Regions from separate parts of the Mus musculus genome. Here region 1 is linked to region 2. Evidence: chromatin contacts called from public Hi-C data. All regions are on one chromosome and are shown on one strand. Each heading gives the region's core, a stretch centred on a gene start, on an enhancer-like site or on the middle of the called end of the contact. The rest is flanking DNA. Distances are from core to core; before and after follow the strand shown. Region 1 holds the start of Tmem135 (transmembrane protein 135). Region 2 holds the start of 2610206C17Rik (RIKEN cDNA 2610206C17 gene).

Region 1 (3,551 bases), core at 766-3,265, 4.6 Mb after region 2:
TTCCCCTAACACTGAATAGAATCAGTATATTGTTTATGCTGTAGATATAATACCAGGCATTCCACAAATATGTGTCGAATGAATGAACGAATGATGCTATAGATTTCAGGAGAAATTAAATTATAAACACTTCAACTAGTTCCTAATCCTTGAGGTTAAGAGTAATTTTTGAACAAATTACCTGGAATAGTTCTGCTTGCCTTTGTTTTGTGAGGGGTAGGAGATGGAGGAACAAGACAAGGATTCAGAACACAGGACCTTGAACATGCCACTAAGTTAAGTCCCCAGACTAGAAGAGTCTTCTTGTACGGCTGTTTAAGAGTCCAATGTATTTATAAGTGTTTACAGAAATCTGGGGCAGAGTTCAACAGCAGGACTCTTATCTTGAAAGTACAAGACAACAGGTTAGAATCCCAGCAACACCAAAATAATAATAACATAGTAACAAATATAAAACAATGGCTGGCCAGCATTCATATAGAAAAGCCAGTAACAACAGTCTTTAGGGAATGTATGTATATAGATACAGATAAACGTCTATATTGGTCAATGCTCTAGATCTTCACTTAACAAGGCTGGTATTCCCCAGTGTCTACACTACGTTAGATTTTATCAGAAATGTACTCTCTAGCCCCCACCAAGACCTACTGAATCAGAAATCCCATTCTAACATGATCCCTGGGGTTTCCTTAAAATACATTAAAGTGGGGAAGCACCAGTTTACATCATGAAAAGGGAACTTGGCTTCTGCAACCTCTCAGGGAGTCACTGTCTTTTCCTGTGTTCTGTCTATAATTACAAATTAGACTTCTCCATTAAGTTACAAACATAATCATACTGTCAAAGATGTCATCAGCCCAAATTACTACCTCAATGAGAAATAAGAATGGATCACTCATTGAGTATTGAACGAACTTTTAGGAAACATACAAAACATACAAAAATGATGTCTACCTTCTCAGCATACAGACAAATGGGAAAATGACAATGAACTTCAGTAGCCAAATAGCACATCTTCAGTGCCAGGATGTGGGAATTTTCTCCCACACAGTGGCACTCACTAGGAGAAGATATCTTTATCAGTTCTCGATGTTACTGGTAGGTTTCCAGATACTCTCTCTAAGCTTCCCTACTTGTAAATCTGTATAAGAAAATGACCTCAGCAACACGCCACTAAAACACCTTCAACGAAATCACCGCACAAAATCTCAAACCAGGAATCTACTCTGGGAACTTACGAAAGAACAAACCGTCAAGTGGCATCTCTGTCATCTCAAACAAGGACAAAATCTGTGACTAAGCAGGCTTGGGGTGGGGGTGGGGGGGTGTACAGAACACCCTTTTTCATATGAAAATGGGGCCGGAGAGTGGTAAAGTGGGCTGAGGGGACACTGTGTGCATGCATTGACTAAATATATACACAGCTCCAACATCTCTCCATCACAGAGTCTCTGAATCCAGGTTCTCAGAGCGATCAAGTGTAAGGCACTTGACCCTACCTGTCCAGAGCACATCCCCATCCTAGCAACAGGTGTCCAGTGACAGTTCACCATCGGGGTCCCCTCCCCCTCCTTCCGCCTAGGACTCCCCCCAGGCCTCTCACCACCCCTAAAGCTGACCTAGAAGCAACGAGCCCCGGGAGGCCCTGCACCTGCACCAGCGCCAGCCCTGCTCACCAGGTACAGGGGTGCGTAGATCCTGAGGGACTCCTCCAGGGCGCCCCAAGTGATCTGCAGGAAGGAGACCCTGCAGGAGGGGTGCCAAGTGTGGCCGATCTCGTAGCAGTTATGAGGGATGGACTTGCTGAGGGCCGCCATGACGAGTGGCGGTGGCAGCTGCGCGTGGTCAGGGGAACGCAGGGTTCGGCAGGGGCGGCAGACACGCAAGGGCGAGGCGGGCGCCGCGCGGGCCTCGGCGTGCGGGGTGCGAAAAGGTCACGGGAGCAGGTTACTCAAGGCCGGAGTCCTCGGATGTTGGCCGTCCGCGTATGGCAGCGCGAGGGGGCGGGGCGCGCACGACGGAGGCGGGGAGGGGAGGCGCATGCGCGCTCCCGCGGATGGGCGGGCTCCGGACGGGCAAAGGAAGCGAGCACCTTCACCCTCCGAATAGGAGCACGACTCAGAGAAGCACAACCGGGAGCGTGATGGTGGATCCCGCCTGGGTCGGGCTATATAGCTCAGCCCTTGTCCTGTCAAAGCCTGGCCAAAAAGAGCAGAGGGTAGTGGAACAAAAGGATTCTGTGTCTTTGCTGGGAGATGGAGGCACTTGCACCACTGTTGTCCCTCGTCCCATTGGTTCACCTAAGACTATCTGCGGTTGCAACACAACCTTCAACATTCTTGCTACTTGCTCAACCTCCTAAGCTCTATTGTGCCTGTGAAGTCTTGAAAATACTAATTTAGATGTGTTTAAATGCATGCTATATGGAAAGAGACAGTAGAGAGACCTGCCAGCCCCTAATGGAGTCCTAGCAACAGAATCCTTCACAAGTGCTTATCACCCAAGCAACATACAGAGCAGAGGCAGCTGCAGTGCAATAGAACTCCTGCCTGGCTAGAGAGCTTAATCTAAAACTGATTGCCATGACAATCCACCTGCCATATAGCCCTTGTGTATAATAACCTGCTTTCTTTGGACTTGTAAATTCTGTACTTTTTAAAGCAGAAAGGCTTTACCTTTAGATCATTCTCTCATATTTATTCAGTTCCTTCTACAATATTTACTAAACTAATATGATTTTCCAGCCCCTGTTTGAAACCCTGGACAGACAGATGTGGAAAAGCTGTGTTTCTGCTGCCAAGAAACTAATGTTCTAGAAGTGAGAAAAGTAACAGATAAGACAGGTGTAAACTATCTGCAAGATGCCTAGCTGTATACATTTTATGTATGTTAAATACCCTGCTAGCTATCACCTGTTTGCTGTGCTGCTTATAAAATGACCACTTCACTAACATGACATCCACACACTAGCCAAAAGGGCCAGAGAAAGGAGAGGGAAGAAAAACTTCTCAGGCTGTGCCTGGCAGCACACATCTGTAATCCTAGCACTTGGAAGGCTAAACAGACAGGTCTGGAGTTCAAGGCCAGGCTGAGCTATGCATTGAATTTGAGACCAGCCTAGGACTCTATCAAAAGACCTTAGCTTTTTCAAAAAGTAAAAAAAAAAAAAAAAAAAAAAAAAAAAAAAAAAAAAAAAAAAAGATAGAAACTTTTAGGTAAGCCTATGCAAATCTGTCAGCTAACATTTCAGCTTGGGCAAATGGCAGCTAAAGGCTGATAGTTATATCACTGCACAAAATGGCAAAACAGATACTAGAGACACTAATAGCATCAGCCATAGTCGCCTCTGGCTACTCAAACATCTGGACACATCATTCTTCCCCACAGATGAATGTACTTCCCATGAGAGACAACTGAAAGTGCCCAATGGTATGACATCCCTTTTGAAGTTCAAGATCTCCCTGAAGATCTGCTGTCCATTTTGTCACCCCACTCAACATGCCCAATATAGAATCAAAAATGGGAACAAAATAATCACTGTGTTTAAAAAG
Region 2 (3,741 bases), core at 340-2,839:
TTTTGCCCTGAGAAGTACCAAAGGGTGCCAAACTTTCCACAGCCGGTTTGAAGGGATTCGGTGTAGAGATTAACAGAAATCTTAGTTCCTCATGCAAACATAGCAACTAGGAACCAGTCACAAGAACAGTGAGTCTTCCTGATTAAAGGAAGGAAGCAGAATCGTAACGTTTTCATCTCTATTTTATTACTGATTGCCTACAACTTTCTACCACGATCTACAGTATTTACTTTTCGACAGGCAACTTGGGCAACAACAGCTGCAAGAAGAAAAGTTCCCAGAGTACACTTGTTAGAAGCAAAACAAGAAACACCATCGAAACACTGGGGTGAAGGGAGGAACACAGCATTAAGAAACAATGAAATGGATGAACCACAACCATACACTATCTGTCCAAAGTTCAAAGGGCAAGGAACCTAAAGTGACACTGTTTGAAGAGATTAGTGTGTGACAAAACTAATTTTTAAAAGGCTAGAGAATGAGCAAATCCACCGAGTCTAGAATGTTTATTTACCTCAGTAAGAAACAGTAAACTGGGTTAGGCCAGATAAGAAACTCGTGAACACATACAAGTTTGAGTAATGTTCTAGTTCTGGCTCTGGAGTGAGGAGTCTGAAAGTTTATGTTTTCTCTCTTTATAGTACATTGTGTTGTGTATTCTCCCAGGACTGACCATTACTTTAAAAACTTTGTGATATAACTCATATTGTGAGTTTTGACATTAACACAGGAAAGTATGGCTGCAGTCAAAACAGCAATCAAGCCTGAAATTTTCCTATCTGTGCCTATTACCCCTCTTACATGTTTGTCTCCCCGCCCCACCCCACCCCCACCCCGAGACAGGGTTTCTCTGTGTAGCCCTGGCTGTCCTGGAACTCACTGTGTAGAACAGGCTGGAATCCGCCTGCCTCTGCCTCCCAAGTGCTGGGATTAAAGGCGTGCGCCACCACGCCCGGCTTACGTGTTTTTTAAATGTTAAAAAAAAAAAAAAAAAAAGGAAAAAGGAAAAATTAAGACAATGTCTTTTCTCCATTTAAATGTTCATGGTTTACCAAAAAATTGTCCCCGCAGGCCTGGAAATAATACATAAAACAGCAATTGCCATAAAATACTTCATAAATAATCTCAAAAGCCTACGTGGCATTTTAATTAGGAAAAGGATAAATTTCGAATATAGTTTGAAAGTGACGTTTAATTTCGGTTTTCGGAACCACTAGGTGCTGACTACCAAGCTAGTTAGCATGCACGGCTTGGAGGTGACCCCAAGGCCCCAGTTCCCACAAACGCCTGACAATTCTGGATGATGATGGCAAATCACTGAGTTCTGATAGAGTTAGATTGACTTCAGACGCCACACTCCGTGTAGCTTGTTTACGCATCCAACAGTGAGAAACTTGAAAACGCTCTCAGAGGAGCAGAGAGCTTGGAATCCCGGAGACTCCCTCTGAGCCTTCTCTAGCCTCAGCCTACCAAAGGGACGTGAGGACGCTGCCCGGCGTGCGGCAGCTGCTCCGGACTGGCCCCAGGCGCGCCCACCCCGACCCCGAGCTCAGCGCGCGCCCGGGGAGCCCGGGACCGCGCCCCACCGGGACCGCGCCCTCCGCTCGCCACTGCGAGGCCACCTGCTGCGCCGCCCGCCGCTTCCGGCTCCCAGGCCGCCCGGAGGCTGCGCCCACCGCTGCCCGCACTCCTCACCTGGCGGCGGCCCTCTCCGCCGGACGCGCTGCCGCCGCCGCCTCTCGCCGCCGCTGAGAGTGAGGACAGGTGAGGCCGCCAAACCCCCACTCGCTCCCGGCCCGCCGCCGCCGGCCCTCCGTCCGCTGTTTATTAAACTTTTCTGTTTGGCTGCTCGGCCTGTGACGCGGCCTCAAGGGAGCGCCCGCGATTGGCTCTCAACGCGCGCTGACGCGGCAGTCCCAGCCCGCTGCCTAATTATGACCGGCCCGGGCGGGGCCGCGGGCCGGAGGCGGCGTGGGGGCGGGGCCGGATCTCGGAGAGTGCTATTATTGGTCAAGGCATTTGAGGGGCGTGGCACAGAGGCGCTGCTTTTCTCTCGGCCACGCCCCTGCCTCGGCCAGGTCAGCGGGCTAGGTTAGCTTTTTGATGTTGCCTCAGGAGCAAGAGGGCTCTGGTGCAGACTTGGGGGACGGCGAGGGGATGGGGTGTCTGATGACGTAGCTCCGGGCTCTGCATCCTCCCAGGGATAGACTACCCTTGTCTAGAGCTGGTGTTCCACCTGCGTAGTTTGAGAGACGACATAGATTGAGATTCTGTTGCCCAGGCCCCTAGAAGACCAGGAGGGCCAGCCCAAAGTGCCAGGTCTGAACTCTGCCCTGTCCTGAACCACGATTTACAGAGAGCGAGACCTGAGGCGTGTGTGCTCGCTTGTGTAATACACACCTACACGCCTGGACTCGGGAAGCCCCCTGGACCTTCTCGCGGAAGCGGTAGATTCTAGTCCAGCAGCCCTGCACAGGTTGTGCGGGAGAAGTGGGGGACAGCTCTCCTGAGATTTCCCCAGCCCAAACAGGATTGCCTAGAGTCCTGTCTTTATTTGAAATTATGTTATTTTGTTAGTCTTGGGGTTGTGCCTTTTGGTGTTTTACAATGTTTATCTTTGTCACTGTGCTCTCTTTACCTATTTCCCTGAAATTTCTGCCCTATTTTTACAGTAATAGGGGCTCATGGTCACAAGGTTGAGATACGGCTAACCATGTGTGGTTTGGGCTGCTTTCTGTAATCCTGTAGAATAAGGAGGAGACAGAATAGAGGACATGGTGGAGGTCAGGTAGAATTCTTTGAAGAAAAGGTGGCATTTGAAAAATTCTTATGACTTCATGGAAAACGAAAGGAAGTGTTCCTGAAGAGGGCTTGGGAGAAACACACAATGCTCTTGTGAGGTGACAGACAAGTTTCTGGGGCAGGATATTCTAAAATAAATCACCAAAGCTAAGCCTGGCCAGCCACCGTGGCCCAGGCCTTTATACTTTCAGCATGGAGAGGCAAAGAAAAATATACCTCTGTGAGTACTAGGTCAGCCTGGTGGATATAGCAAGTTCCAGGGTGACCAGAGCTAAGTAGTGAAACCCAGGGCCAAATAAAATAAAGCTAAGCCTGCTGTTCGAAACCAGAGCAGAACAGAAGGTCCCTACCCAGGGCCTAAGGGTGTTTTTGAGGCACATTCAACCCATTCAAAATTTATATTTAAGGTTGGAGTAATGATTCAGCAGTTAAGAGCACTTACTGCTCTTGTAGTGGTCTTAGGTTGGGTTCCCAGCATCTGCGTGGTGGCTCACAACTGTCAAAACACTCATACACTTGAAAATAAATCTTTAAAGCCAGGTGTGGAGACTCACACCTTTAAACTCAATACTAGGGAGGCAGAGGCAGGTTGATCTCTGTGAGTTCAAGGCCCATCTGATCTACATAGTGAGTTTCCAGACAGGCAAGGCTATGTACAAAACCAAAACCAAAACAACAACAACAACAACAACAACAACACACACACACACACACACACACACTTAGAAACATGGGCTAAAACATCGAGAGGATTTTGCCCAAGAAGATGATCTGTAATAGGGGAGACAAGGCTATAGATAGACTGGGAACGGTTTGAGGTTCAATTATGGCAGGCCTAAAAGGTCAAAGCGAGTAGTTATTTTATTTAGTAACATATAAGAACTTCTTAGACATGAGGAGGGAAGGAAAAGGAAGGGTGGATGGATCCTGACAGCTAAA

Evidence for each region. Hi-C and Micro-C count contacts between places; a contact is called where the count stands out from the background.
Region 1: a Hi-C map of CD4 T cells shows a contact between it and region 2, with 4 times the contacts expected there. The contact joins the promoter of Tmem135 here to the promoter of 2610206C17Rik in region 2. A contact is called at or near these places in 1 of 39 promoter capture datasets (pre-B cells) and 1 of 484 Hi-C or Micro-C datasets (CD4 T cells).

Annotation. Positions count from the first base shown.
Region 1 is chr7:89,336,772-89,340,322 of GRCm38.p6, forward strand. It overlaps Tmem135 (transmembrane protein 135), which reads right to left and starts at 2,016. Exons shown (of 15, transcript NM_028343.5): 1 at 1,677-2,016. The coding sequence starts at 1,817.
Region 2 is chr7:84,688,051-84,691,791 of GRCm38.p6, forward strand. 2610206C17Rik (RIKEN cDNA 2610206C17 gene) reads left to right here and starts at 1,590. Exons shown (of 5, transcript NR_038175.1): 1 at 1,590-1,764. Zfand6 (zinc finger, AN1-type domain 6) reads right to left here and starts at 1,907. Exons shown (of 7, transcript NM_001360578.1): 1 at 1,696-1,907.